3 separate regions of the Mus musculus genome follow, and all the other regions are linked to region 2. Evidence: chromatin contacts called from public promoter capture Hi-C data. All regions are on one chromosome and are shown on one strand. Each heading gives the region's core, a stretch centred on a gene start, on an enhancer-like site or on the middle of the called end of the contact. The rest is flanking DNA. Distances are from core to core; before and after follow the strand shown.

Region 1 (4,298 bases), core at 282-2,781, 170 kb before region 2:
CAGGGCTGGTGAGCTGGCTCAGTGGGTAAGAGCACCGACTGCTCTACTAAAGGTCCTGAGTTCAAATCCCAGCAACCACATGGTGGCTCACAATCACCCATATTGAGAGCAGACACCCTCTTCTAGTGTGTCTGAAGTCAGCTACAGTGTGCTTATGTATAATAATAAATAAATCTTTTAAAAAAGAAAGAAAGAAAAGAGGGGCAAAGAGCCAGGTGTGGTGGTGCTGTACTCCTAATAACTCAGGAGCGGAGGCAGGAGGATTACGAGTTAAAGGCCAGCCTAGGTTGCACAGTTAGATTCTTTCCAAACTGAGAAGAGGGAGAAGAGAGGAAGAAAGGAGGAAAGGGAAGGGGACTGGGCATGGGAGCAGAGGAAAGGAGAAAGGGAGGGAGGAGAGAATGAATGAATGAATCCCATCAGACCTTTCTCCTCCTTTGCTTCTCCTTGTACATGTCTTTAAAGGAACTGGAAAAGGAGCTGGAGTTGCAGATTGGAATGAAGACGGAGATGGAGATCGCCATGAAGTTGCTGGAGAAGGACACCCATGAGAAGCAAGACACGCTCGTTGCCCTCCGCCAGCAGCTGGAGGAAGTCAAAGCTATTAACTTACAGATGTTTCACAAAGTTCAGGTGAGAGCTGGCCTCAGGCTGTCACACACACACTGATGTCTTCCAGTGTTATCTTCCTTCCTACAATGTGCAGACAAGCCTAATCCTCAACCCCTATGTTATTGTAGTGTAGGGTCTCATGGGTAGCTCTGACTGCCCTGGAACTCACAACATAAACCAGGCTAACCTCAAACCCAGAGTTCCACCTGCCTCTGCCTCTGGATGCTGGGGTATACACTGCTGTGTCTGCTGTATATATTTGTTTTTAAGGTTTATTTTTATGTTTGTATTTACATGTGTGTCTGTGTGAGTGTATGTACTCATGTGTGCATGTACCTGAGAAGGCCAGATACCTCAGACTCCTTAGAGCATTTGTGAGCTGCCCAGTGTGGATGCCGGGACCTCCTGACGAACCATCTGTTTTAAGATTTTACATTCTTTTTCAGGTTTTGGCTCATGAGGAGACATAATAGTGTGTGTTAGGGAAAGTGCTCCAGTAATCTAGTAGACTGCCATGGAGCATGGAAGTTTCTCTGTAACAGGGCGAGCCCTTCAGACCTTGCTCTTGGCAGTCACTCAGAGACCTCAGCAGCTTTGCACTTGTGCCTCTGAGAGGGAAGAGAAAAAGGAGCCATCTAGAGCCAGCCAGACCTGTCCTGTCTCCAGCCGAGATGGAGGCTGTACACATTGCCTCTGGTGTGCTCTGTGGGGGATGTTGATCGTCGTAGCTGCAGGACTCTAGGAACTCCCTCTTTTCTGGGCTGCAGCCTGGTGAGAGAGAGAGAATGTTTGTTGGTGGGCACATAATTGTCTGTCTCTAGTTAGCCCCAAGAATGCTTCTGGGAAGTTCTATCCAGATTCCGAATCCTTCTCAGGGCCACAGACTCTGGCTGGCAGCCAGGAACTCTCCAGCAGCCCACATGACCCATGAGCTGGAAGCCAACTGTCCGTCTCACATTGGCCCATCACAGCCTATGTCGATGAGGTAGAAACAGAGCATGCAGTGTAGAGGACCCGCTTGGAAAAGAGGCAAGCACTCTGTCTGAGTAGGGACCGCCCAGACAGACCACAGACCCAAACGTCCTTGGCCATGTTTTGAAGGAGTTCTTGAAGATAAACAGCTTTGGTGACCAGCCTCTGACTGGTGTCAGTTTGCTAGCCTGGCATTCATAATAGGAGCCGTATTCCTAAGTATTTCTCTAGCAGATTCTTGGCTCGTTGGCAGTCCTGTCACCTCTGTCACAGGCTCAGGTCACTTCAGTGAATGCACTTCTTCCTCTTGATCACGGCTTTGCATGACTGTGTCAGGGTTTGAGTCTACGCCTGTGCCTGTGTCTCTCTGCTTTATTAATGACTGATCATCCAAAATCCTAGCCTTACGTAGAAGAGACTGGGGTCTGAGTTTCACTACATGGGGCCGCACGTATGCTCTACCCATGATCCATTCCTCCAGCCTGCATGAGCTGACTTAACAGGGCTTTTATGGCCAGTGTGTGTGTGTGTGTGTTTGTTTGTTTTGTTTTGTTTTGTTTTGTTTTGTTTTGTTGTTATATATACCTGGCTGTACTGGAACTCTGTATGTAGACCAGGCTTGCCTCTGCCTCCCAAGTGCTGGGATTACAGGGATGTGCCTCTGTGCCCGGCCTACTAATACTTAGTGTTCTACGTTGGAGGGTCAAGAGAAGTTGCTCATCTAGCCCCTTTCTCTGGATGTGTGGTATGTCTCTCTGCAAACTAGCCAGCTTTGTCCTGGACTCTGCCCTTCTTTCAGAACCTTGCTCAAGCAGCACAGAGCACTGACAGCTGCTGGCACTCTTACCCCCCAGGCACCTCTCCTGGAGCGGTAGCAGTACTGTCACTAACTGTCTTCCCAGTTAGGGTGACAGGGTTATACTAACTGCTTTGCATAACTAGCAAGAACCACCAACTTTCCAGCCTTGTCACATCAGCCCTGACAGGGCCAACCCATCATGTGTGCAGCCTCTGGCCTTAGAGCAGCACTCCCATCTTGACCATCGTGTCTGTCCTACTGATCAGCAGTGCCAACAGTGGCATAGGCAGGTAGTAACTCTTAGACCTCCCCTGAGGCAAGGAGGGGGGCAGTCTTGGGGAGTGCATTCACCTGTGGCATCCTCATTAACTCTGCAGGCTGCTAGCAAAACTGAGCTGAAGTAAGCTGTAGAATACCAAGGTGGCATCAGGGTTGATCATGTGGCAACCACCTCACGATGGGGTCTGAAGTGTTATTGATAAGGCTGGTCACCCTCGCCCTTGTTACGCTGTCTTTTCTGCATTTCCTCTGGAGCTCTCTCTTTGAGCTGAATTACACTTAGTGTGCTGTTTCATCTTGTTTTCTTCGGTGATTTTCTTAGTGGAAGAGTCCATCCAAGAGCACCATCTGTGTTCCTTAGGACTTCCTTCCACAGCAGCCTCTCAGTAGCCTGTCATTTTACAGTGTCTTTTGTGACTTCAGAGTGTTGCTTCCTGGTACTGGGTACCTGTTCTGATTAAAACTGGGACACAGTGCGTCTCACGGACATGGCTGAGGACTTGCCCTGCCTCGGGCTGGCTCTTCAGTCCCCGGCAGTCTCTTCTCTTCTGAGCCTCCCTTGCTTGATAGGAAACCGAGGCTGACAAGACCTCCCTTGAGAACCTTCAAGGGGTCACATGAACTGGCAAGTATGCCCAGGCTATGATGCTACTCAGGATCAGAGTTCACACTGACTCCAGGAAGCCAACCCCAGTACCTGCCTCTGCTCTTCTTCCATTGGCAGAGCTGGAGCCTTGACCTGGTTTGTCTTCTGGGCTCTAGGGAAGAACAGCCATTAATCAAATACTCTTGAGAGTGTCGTAGAATATGTGTTAACAGTGAGCCCTGTATGTCATGCAGAGATGTGGAAAAGTGGGCAGCTTACAACCTCCTCTCCTTGCTTTGGTAGAGTGCAGAGAGCAGTTTACAGCAGAAGAATGAAGCCATCGCATCTTTTGAAGGAAAAACCACTCAGGTGATGTCCAGCATGAAGCAAATGGAGGAAAGGTAACCCTTCCCTGGTAGACATGCCGTCTCTAGAAGGTTCTGAGCGTACTTTGGCCTAGAGATAGTGTCCCACTGAGAAGTACAGACAACTTGGGGTCACCATTCTTCCTTGGCTACCCTCTGGGGTTACAGCAGCCTTGATAAGTCAGTCAGTCAGCCAGGCTTTTGGCCACTCCATCAGAGTGTCCTCTCAGGATCTGGAACTAGATAAAGAGTGGATTACCACTGTCACATTGAAATATCCGCTCAGCAGTGGACCACAATAGAGTTCCAGCGACTGAGAGATGACTCAGCAATTAAGAGCACTTACTTCTTGCAGAAGACCCCAGTTCATTCCCAGCACCCACACTGGGTGGCTTACAGTGACCTTTAACTACAGCTCCATGAGGTCATCTGGCTTCTGCAGACTACACATACACACACACACACACAAATAAAATAAATTTTTAAAAAATGATAGCATCAAGGGATGGAGAAATGGATCAGCGGTTAAGAGCACTGCCTCCTCTTCCAGAGATCCTGAGTTCAATTCCCAGCAACCATATGGTGGCTCACAACCATCTGTAATGAGGTCTGATGCCCTCTTATGGCACACAGATGTACATGCAAATAGAGCACTCATATACATTAAACAAATAAAAATAAACCT
Region 2 (4,258 bases), core at 186-2,685:
TTTTCAATGCCTTCCCTCCCGGAAGCTGCCCCAACTGCAGCCTCCTGAAGTTTGGAACCCAAGCATTGGCATGGTGCAGGCCCATCTTGCCCTGGAACGCCTGTGTCCTGACCATTCCTTGAGTTCAGAGCACCAGCTACTGCTATTACACGTTGGTGTAATGCAAGGACCAGCGTTGACCCAACTGTGATCTTGAGAAACCTGCAGAGCCCCAGCAGGTAGGCCTCAGATCTTCTGAGGGCAATAATGAACAAAGAGACCGAAGGGGTTCTGGGGAGTCCACAGGGACCAAGGCCTCAGGCAACGAGGACGGAGGCTGGCTGTGGGGAAGCAGAAGCTCCCAAGGGTGACCCTGTCTTATGACACCCATGATATGGCCAAGCTGGCTGCAGGGACAGGAGTGTGGCCTAGGACCTGTTAGTTCCCCAGTACACGCTCCTCTCCTGTCCTGTGCTGGTTCACGCCCTTCACCTATGGCTCCGTCCACTCTTCCAGATGGATCTGGATTTTGCCACTGCTGACCAAATCTACCTCAAACCAGCTTCATCGGAAAAGAGAAGTGGCTATTTCACAAGGAAGAACAGTCCAGGAGCACACACCACACAAGGTGGCCCCCAGGGCTCGACAACAAGAGTTTCTCAGCTTCTGTACTCTTAAGCTTCCTTTCCCAGACTGCTAATGGAAGTTTCCAGAACTGGGTCTCTCTTCTGTCAACATCGGCACACATGACTACACCACAAGTGTGGCAGTGGTGGGGAGTTGTCAGCTTTGTCTGGTGTGGAAAGGACTAGGCTAAGGAAGGGAAGGGTCAGTGCCTGGAGCCAAGTAGGATGCTGGGCAAATACACCAGCCTAGAGACAAGTATTTCCCCATAACCAAGGATAAAAAATATCATTCATGAGCCTTTGGGGCTCTGAGGGGGATGGGCCTCAGGATGCCAAGGAGGAAGAAGAACATGGGTAGGTCCATTGTGGCTGGGGACACCTGGACATTATGAAGCCATAGGGAGTTGGGAAGGGTGTGTCAGCACTAGACATTACAGAGTAGCCCTGGATGGGAATACAGACCCAGTCATCACTGGGGTAGGGGAAGTCAGGGGTGGGAGTCCAGGAGCCCAGAGCCTAGGGTAAACCCTGGATGAAGGGGAAGTCTGAAAGGCCAGTGGGAAACTACCAAGGATGCAGGGTCTAGATGATATGGTAGCTGGAAACACACAAGGCTAGAGGGGGCATGGGTGAGCAGTCAGAGGGAGCCTGGGTGAGCAGCATGAGTTCCGCCACCACAGGACTAAGCACGGAAAGGCCAGGAACAACTGGAAGGAAGTGGTCAAGCTGTCCACAGCACTGGTTTCTACCTTCCCAGCCTGGCCAGGCTCCCTGCCTTTGTGGATACAGTCATATCCCCACCCCTCCCCGCCTCTACTGCAAAGGGGTGGAGAGCGCCGAGGCTCTTCCTCTCCTGGGCCAGCGTCTGAGTAGCACACTGGGCGATAAGAAGAACACCAAAGCTAATTCTGCCTGTGGCTGGCAACATGAAGGACGAAGTGGCTCTTCTGGCTACCGTCACCCTCGTGGGAGTTCTGTTGCAAGGTGGGCTGGCTCCTGTCTGGGAGGTGGGTGGATCTTACATCCTGTAGTCTGCTCTCTTCAGGCTCCTGGGGTAGGGAATTGGGGTGCTGGCAGGCCCAGGCTCAGGAGAAGGACAGGAGGCTTCTAGGCTAGCCTCCTGGTACCAAGGTCCAAGCAATTCAAGAACTGTTGGAGGGCCAAAGTTCCAGCTGAGAAGTCCCCACTTCCCTGGAGCAGGTATAGACACTCTCTAAGGAGTGTCTACAGGGGAGGACCAGGTGAAGGATGGCCACCCTGCTGAGGGGCCACTTGAGGTGCCTGCCTTGTGGTGGGAGCTGGTATCTGTTTGGGAGTGCAATACAGTGACTAGTGGAATAGCTATGGGCTTAGGTTGGGAGAGTCCCAACTCCACGCATCTGGAGCACAGTATCTGCCAGATTTAAGGCTGGGTCCATGATGTCTAAACAGAAACTGAGACAAGAATTTATGCTATTGTGTGGTGGTACTGAGACCCAAGCTAGACTGACTCTGGCTTGTGGCAGAGTCCCTTCTGGCTGATTCTGTAGAGGGGAAACCAGGGTCCCTTAGCCACAGAACGTGTGCTTCCTTGTTCCTTAAAGAATACAGCCAATTTTGCCCTGGTCCATTGCCTACGCAGGGGGTCCAGACCTGCAGAACGGGAGGTAGGCATTTGCCTGTGCTTTGCAAGTCAAATCGTTCAGGAGTAAAGTCTTCTAAGGTTCCTCCCACCGGCAGGTGTTTCAGCCGCGCATCACCCTAGTCAATCAACCCTCAGGCCTACAGGGCCTCTCCATTGAACACCACTGATGGGGCAGGTGGGAGAAGGGCATTAGAAGAGAGTCGCTCAGTGAGAGGCAAGGAGAGGGGAACTAAGGGACGGATCCCGCTCCAGATCTGCGGAGCACCACACCTGACTCCCACACCCCCACGGCCGCAGCCTACTTCTCCCTACAGGTGATCTCTGCACGAAGGGCTTTCCACGTGTCGCCGCCGCTCACCTCTGGCCCTCCCGAGTTCGAGCGCGTCTTCCGAGCCCAGTGAGCGCGGCGGGTCCGGGCGGGTTCGGGTGTCAGCCAAGGTGAACCACGCGCTCACCCAGCCTACCCCTCGCAGGGTAAACTGCAGCGAGTACTTTCCGCTGTTCCTCGCCACACTCTGGGTCGCCGGCATCTTCTTCCACGAAGGTGCGGGGCAGCGTGGGGGCACACTTCGGGGGTGGGGGTGATCCCGGATGGCGGGAGCTCGTGCTCACCGCGTCGCCTTGCATCGACTCTCGCAGGAGCCGCAGCCCTGTGCGGACTGTTCTACCTGTTCGCGCGCCTCCGCTATTTCCAGGGATACGCGCGCTCAGCGCAACTCAGGTAACTCTGGCCGGACTTCCGGGAAAGCACTGCAGGGGAGGGTCGCTCCCCAACGCCGCTCAAAGGGTGGGAGGCGGCGATCGGCCACAGGGGACCCATGGAAAGAGATCTGGGGACAGCGGGTGGGCGGACCTAGCCCTAGCGAGCCGGTGTAGCCCGGAGTGGGAGGGGCTTGAGCCTGCGGGGCAGGCCTAGTCTGGAGGGGGAGGGCCTAGGCCTGGGGGCAGTCCTAGCATGGAGGGGGCGGGGCCTTGTGTGGAGGCGGGGGGGGCTTGGCTCCGCTCCCGCTGAGCGCCACCCGCAGGCTGACTCCCCTATACGCGAGCGCGCGCGCACTCTGGCTGCTGGTGGCGATGGCTGCACTGGGCTTGCTAGTCCACTTCCTCCCCGGCACGCTACGGACTGCGCTCTTCAGATGGCTCCAGATGCTCCTGCCGATGGCCTGAGGCGAAGGCCCTCCGAATCAGCAGAACTGGAGATCTTCGAACAAAACGCTGGGGTGCCCGCCCCCGAATCCCAGTTTTTAATTAAAGTTCCCACGACGGTTCCGTCTGCATTCTCTGGGTCTGAGAGGGTCGCTTACCGCAGCTTGGAGAGCCCAAACCCCAGACAGATGCAGCCAGGCTTTGGGAGGCTTGGATAGGCCAGCATAGGCAGGCTTGGATTCGTTCTTATCACTGTACTGTCTTCTAGACAACACCTTGCCTGCGCAGCTACCTCTGCCTTGACATTTCTTTCCAGAGATAGCCACCCCTCACCCACCTTTCTGTACTTGGGGCTCACCTTCCTCTCAAGCTGAGCCTCAGGTGTTGGATTCTATCTTGTATGCCTTCGTGTCCCCCAACACCCAGCCCTGACTTCCCAACTAGAACCTATCAAGTCTTTTCCTAAGTGAGATCTGGGTCCCTGTTTTTGATCAGTGCTGAATCTCCAAATAGAGGTTCAGGACACCCCAGCTAAGGCCACACAGCAGTGAGTGTGGCCAAAAATGTAGTCAGTGATAGGTTCTCTCAAGTGGATCTCTGGATGTTTGAAGAGGACCGGACTTAGGTAGGCCTACTGACAATACACCTCAAAATGACTTTTAACCTACCTGGCCAGCAAAAATGCTCTTAAACAGGCCTAAGAATGTGTGGGAAAGCCCTCCGGCGGGTGGAGATGGCCATTTATTTTAGAGATGACCACCGTATGAGCCAGGCGCTGTGGTTCTGAGTTGCAATCCTAGTACTTGGGAAGCTGAGGCATAAATTCAAGGCCAGCTTGAGCTACAGTGAGTTCCAGGGCTCCCTGACTGTCTCAGTCCCTTTC
Region 3 (4,181 bases), core at 448-2,947, 200 kb after region 2:
TCCCCCGCTTAATCACTAATTAAGAAAATGCCTTACAGCTGGATCTCGGGGAGGCATTTCCCCAACTGAAGCTCCTTTCTCTGTGATGACTCCAGCTGTGTCAAGTTGACACAAAACTAGCCAGTACACAGGGAAAAGGTAGACTTTTCTGTTCTTTACAAGCCTACAGAAGAACTATCAGTTTTACTAATTTAGGAGTTCAGGTGTTAACATCATCCAAAAACACTCACACAGAAATGCTGGTAACAATGTAAAACCAGTATTTCAGCACCCCTGCACCCAGGAAGTAGATGGATGGATGGATGGATGGATGGATGGATGGGTGGATGGATGGGTGGGTGGATGGATGGGTGGGTGGATGGATATACACCCTCCTCACATCTCACCTTCCATCAGTAGTCTCCATCCCTCGGAAATTCTTCTAAGGAAAATGTTATAGTAAAGTTGCATTTTCATATCTAAGAACATTTCTGTTATTCCCATTCTTGAATGTGTTATCGGTTTAAATGTTAAATAAAACTAATTAAAAATTCAAAGCTCCTTTCAATTATCCTCTAGCTTTATTTTTAACAAAATATTCAAACTATGTAGTCTCTTGAATATTATTCTACTCACTTTTTACTTTTGAATATAATGTTTTAAAAAGTACATAATTTATTTTCCTAAATGGCAATTTTTACTTTTTTGGCCATGTCCTAAAGAAATATGTCAAAAGTTATTTTCTTTTTATTCAGGATTTTAAAGGAGGCAACATAATATCTTCTGCACACTTACAGTGCTAGCTGTATGGGACAGCACTGCAAGAAGAGTCATGCACAGCCCGACTGTCAGCAAGTTGAGCTGTCAATAGCTATCCATTATCATTTGTCTTCTGTACTTAGTTACTGAACATCTCAAATGGATTTTGATTATTTTTCACATCCTTAGAACTCAAACATATTTGTTGGATGTTCTCCATGGCATAATAAAAAGCATCTTAAAAGCAATTTTAAATGATGGCTAATACAAATCACTTTACATGAAAAGTCATGCTCAAAAATAATTTTTATTACAACTGATGTAACAAATATCTCATTCAAGAGCAATGCTATAAATCCAAGCAAGTAAAAATGGTAGCTCAGTCTCAGACAAAAGTGGTACCAGAGCACAACAAAAGTGTTAAGTATTTAAACTACCTTACTGCCTATTCCAAGAAAGGATTTCAGTATTGAATATGACTCTTCAGGCCCTTTCTTTACTTGGCTCCTATTCATCATGCTTTCTACTTGTCTCTCACCACTCCTCATTTTCCAAGGTTCTGTCCACTGCTCACTTTTCTCAGCAAGAAGTCACCTACATGACAATAATATGTAAGTCTAAACCTCTCTTGAAATTTAGCACTTATCATTCAACTGCCTGCTAGATATTTCGCTATGAATTTGTACTTCCTCTTGGGTTATCTTCTGGCACTGAGTTCCTAGTCAACCGAATCATCTACTTAAACACATGCAATTGAATTCCCTGTTAAAAGTCAGGAAGTGAATATCTAGAGACCCAGCTCAGTCAACAGAGCCTTCTGGTTTTGTCTGCCACAAGACCAACCAAAGTTAATGACTGACTCAATAATGCTGCTGCACACAGGGATCTAGGACACCACCAAGAATCCAGAGCAAAGCTAGGCAGTGACAGGTGTTAGGAGTTGAAGCACTAAGCAGGCTGAGAGAGATTTGTCAAATTCTAGTCAGCCTGGGCTACGTGGTGAGGCTCTGTCTCAAACAACAGTTACAATACAATTCAGAGGAAGCTGAGTGCAGTGTAGTAAGACTGCAGACCCAGAATCTCTGGACAGTAAGGTAGGAGAATCATTTGAACCCAGGGGTCAAAGCTAGCTTGGGCTACATAACAAGACCCTATCGCCATAATTCAGAACAGTATCCAAGACATTAACCCTTGGGCAGACATATAGAGAATATGGGTGCACTTTTGCTTTATTTATTTATTTTTATTATTTTTATTTTATTATTATTATTTTTTTTCCAAGACAGGGTTTCTCTGTATAGCCTTGGCTGTCCTGGAACTCACTTTGTAGACCAGGCTGGTCTCGAACGCAGAACTGGGATTAAAGGCGTGTGCCACCACACCCGGCTAAAATTTTTTTCTTTTCTTTTTTCTTTTTTTTCCGAGGCAGGGTTTCTCTGTGTTGCCCTGGCTGTCCTGGAACTCACTTTGTAGACCAGGCTGGCCTCAAACTCAGAAATCCGCCTGCCTCTGCCTCCCAAGTGCTGGGATTAAAGGCGTCCGCCACCACCGCCCGGCCTTTGTTTTATTTTTAAATCATCTCTTTATTCTAGTACCATTAGTCCTAGAACTTGACCAGACTGACAAAGACTGGACTATTGGGTCCAATAACATCAGGTACAAGAAACAAGCTAGGAGCTGTATAGCTGACCCTAACAAGGCCGAAGACACTTGTTAAGAAATGTTTAAGCTGAGTAGCTAAGACAGGAGGTAGGGAAGAAACAGGGAAAGAGAACAGCCATAAACTCAGTCACAGTAGAGGAAATCATACAAGAGGCAGTTTCAAGTTTTCATAATCCAAGCTGTCTATATAGCAATGAACACAGAAAAAAAGGCAAACATTTATGTACAAAATGATCAAAGACACTTGTTGAGGTAGGTCTTAACTTATCTCTGAAAGTACCTCTCAAAGAGGGGGGAAGCATACTTTTATATCAGTGTCTTTCAAGGAACTATCAATAAATAGAAAGTCTAGCACAAGGCCCACCCTCTGCATGGCCCACCCACAGCAGGAGCCACTACACTGTGCAGCAGATGCTACTGACTGAACCATCTCCCAAGCCCAGAACTTTTTTGTTCTTTTTCAAGACTTTTTATTATGTCCCTTATGTTATCATGTGAGTTTTAGGGGCCATTTATCAATGTCTCTAAAACGAAGAAGAAGAAGGAGGGGGAGGAGGAGGAGGAGGAGGAAAAAGAAGAGGAAGAGGAAGAGGAGCAGCAAACAAAAACACCACGTAATTTTTATAGGGTTGTATAGGTCAATTCAGAGTAGTGCTATATTAAGAATACTCTCTGCTCTGCTGCCAGGCAGTGATGGCGCACACCTTTAATCCCAGCACTTGGGAGGCAGAGGCAGGTTGATTTCTGTGAGTTTTAGGCTAGTCTGGTCTACATAGCACTTCCTTCCCAGAACAGTCACTACTAGAGAAACCTTGTCTTTAAAAAAAAAAACAACAACAAACATTAATAAATAAATAGAATACTGTCTCTGAATCCATGAATATGAAAAACATTGTTTACTTCATCTCCTTTCTTACAAAATGGTTTGTAGTTTTTACCACCAATACTATGTTTTTAAATGGTATTTTAAAATTTTCATTGTCTAACTGATCCTAGCATACAAAAAGTACAACTGCCTTTTTGGTTTGCTTTTGATATATTGACTTTGTACATCTAAATATTACAAAATTTGTAAAAGTTACTGTTTCAGTAATTGGTAATAAGAAATTGCTATCAGCATTTAATTTAACTATCAACATTAGTTGCTTTTTCTGAATTTTCATCTTAGATGGTTCCATATACATGAGAGGTGCCCTGAATAAAAGGTATTATAGTGTTGTAAAATGGCATGAACTACTTATATCATATTTTTTAAGCTAAAATGACTTTCAATAAACTAACAAATAGCTTTAAAAAGCAATGCAAAGAAACACAAAAAGAAACTGACAGAGCTAATACTTCAACTTGTGAAATCTGCTCTCTTTAGCTATGATGAAGGATTTTTTTTTTTAAATCAAATTTGGAAAAGAAAGGCAAAAAGCTAAACGTCACCATGAAGCTAGAAATATAGGTTTAGTCCAGCTGGGGGTTTTGTTGTTGCTTTTGTTTGTTTGTTTGTTTGTTTGTTTGAGACAGGGTTTCTCTGTGTATCCCTGGCTGTCCTGGAACTCACTTTGTAGACCAGGCTGGCCTCGAACTCAGAAATCCACCTGCCTCTGCCTCCCGAGTGCTGGGATTAAAAGACCTGCGCCACCACGCCCAGCTCCCAGCTAACCTAAGTACTGGCCTTAAGATGTCAGCTTGTACCAAAGAAAACTGAGTACCTATTATTTCTAAGTACAATGCATACATTGGACTGACTCTCTCTCTCTCTCTCTCTCTCTCTCTCTCTCTCTCTCTCT

What was found. Promoter capture Hi-C pulls out the DNA fragments that hold promoters and counts their contacts.
Region 1: a contact with region 2 is called in a promoter capture Hi-C map of neural stem cells. The contact joins the enhancer-like site here to the promoter of Ltc4s in region 2. A contact is called at or near these places in 6 of 39 promoter capture datasets (the C10 cell line, the HPC-7 cell line, fetal liver and 2 more), 3 of 115 datasets of contacts at active chromatin or transcription factors (bone marrow-derived macrophages and embryonic stem cells) and 3 of 9 other capture datasets (adipose tissue, liver and pancreatic islet).
Region 3: a promoter capture Hi-C map of liver shows a contact between it and region 2, with 2.5 times the contacts expected there. The contact joins the enhancer-like site here to the promoter of Ltc4s in region 2. A contact is called at or near these places in 2 of 39 promoter capture datasets (cranial neural crest and liver), 2 of 484 Hi-C or Micro-C datasets (the G1E-ER4 cell line and muscle stem cells), 1 of 115 datasets of contacts at active chromatin or transcription factors (bone marrow-derived macrophages) and 3 of 9 other capture datasets (adipose tissue, liver and pancreatic islet).

Annotation. Positions count from the first base shown.
Region 1 is chr11:50,400,789-50,405,086 of GRCm38.p6, reverse strand. Rufy1 (RUN and FYVE domain containing 1) reads left to right here. Exons shown (of 18, transcript NM_172557.3): 11 at 466-633; 12 at 3,552-3,649. Among named protein-coding and RNA genes, the nearest start is that of Hnrnph1, 25 kb to the right of the region's middle. Within about 2 kb of position 1,531, at least 30 of the 459 cell types and tissues checked have an H3K27ac peak or open chromatin away from gene starts, as enhancers often do. A contact at or near this core is called in neural stem cells, where this site is marked.
Region 2 is chr11:50,235,709-50,239,966 of GRCm38.p6, reverse strand. Ltc4s (leukotriene C4 synthase) reads left to right here and starts at 1,435. Exons shown (of 5, transcript NM_008521.2): 1 at 1,435-1,589; 2 at 2,527-2,626; 3 at 2,703-2,773; 4 at 2,869-2,950; 5 at 3,255-3,506. The coding sequence starts at 1,532. The coding sequence ends at 3,396.
Region 3 is chr11:50,040,132-50,044,312 of GRCm38.p6, reverse strand. The region is part of intron 1 of Rnf130 (ring finger protein 130); the gene reads right to left. Among named protein-coding and RNA genes, the nearest start is that of Rnf130, 17 kb to the right of the region's middle. Within about 2 kb of position 1,697, at least 28 of the 459 cell types and tissues checked have an H3K27ac peak or open chromatin away from gene starts, as enhancers often do. A contact at or near this core is called in the G1E-ER4 cell line, bone marrow-derived macrophages, liver and 1 more, where this site is marked.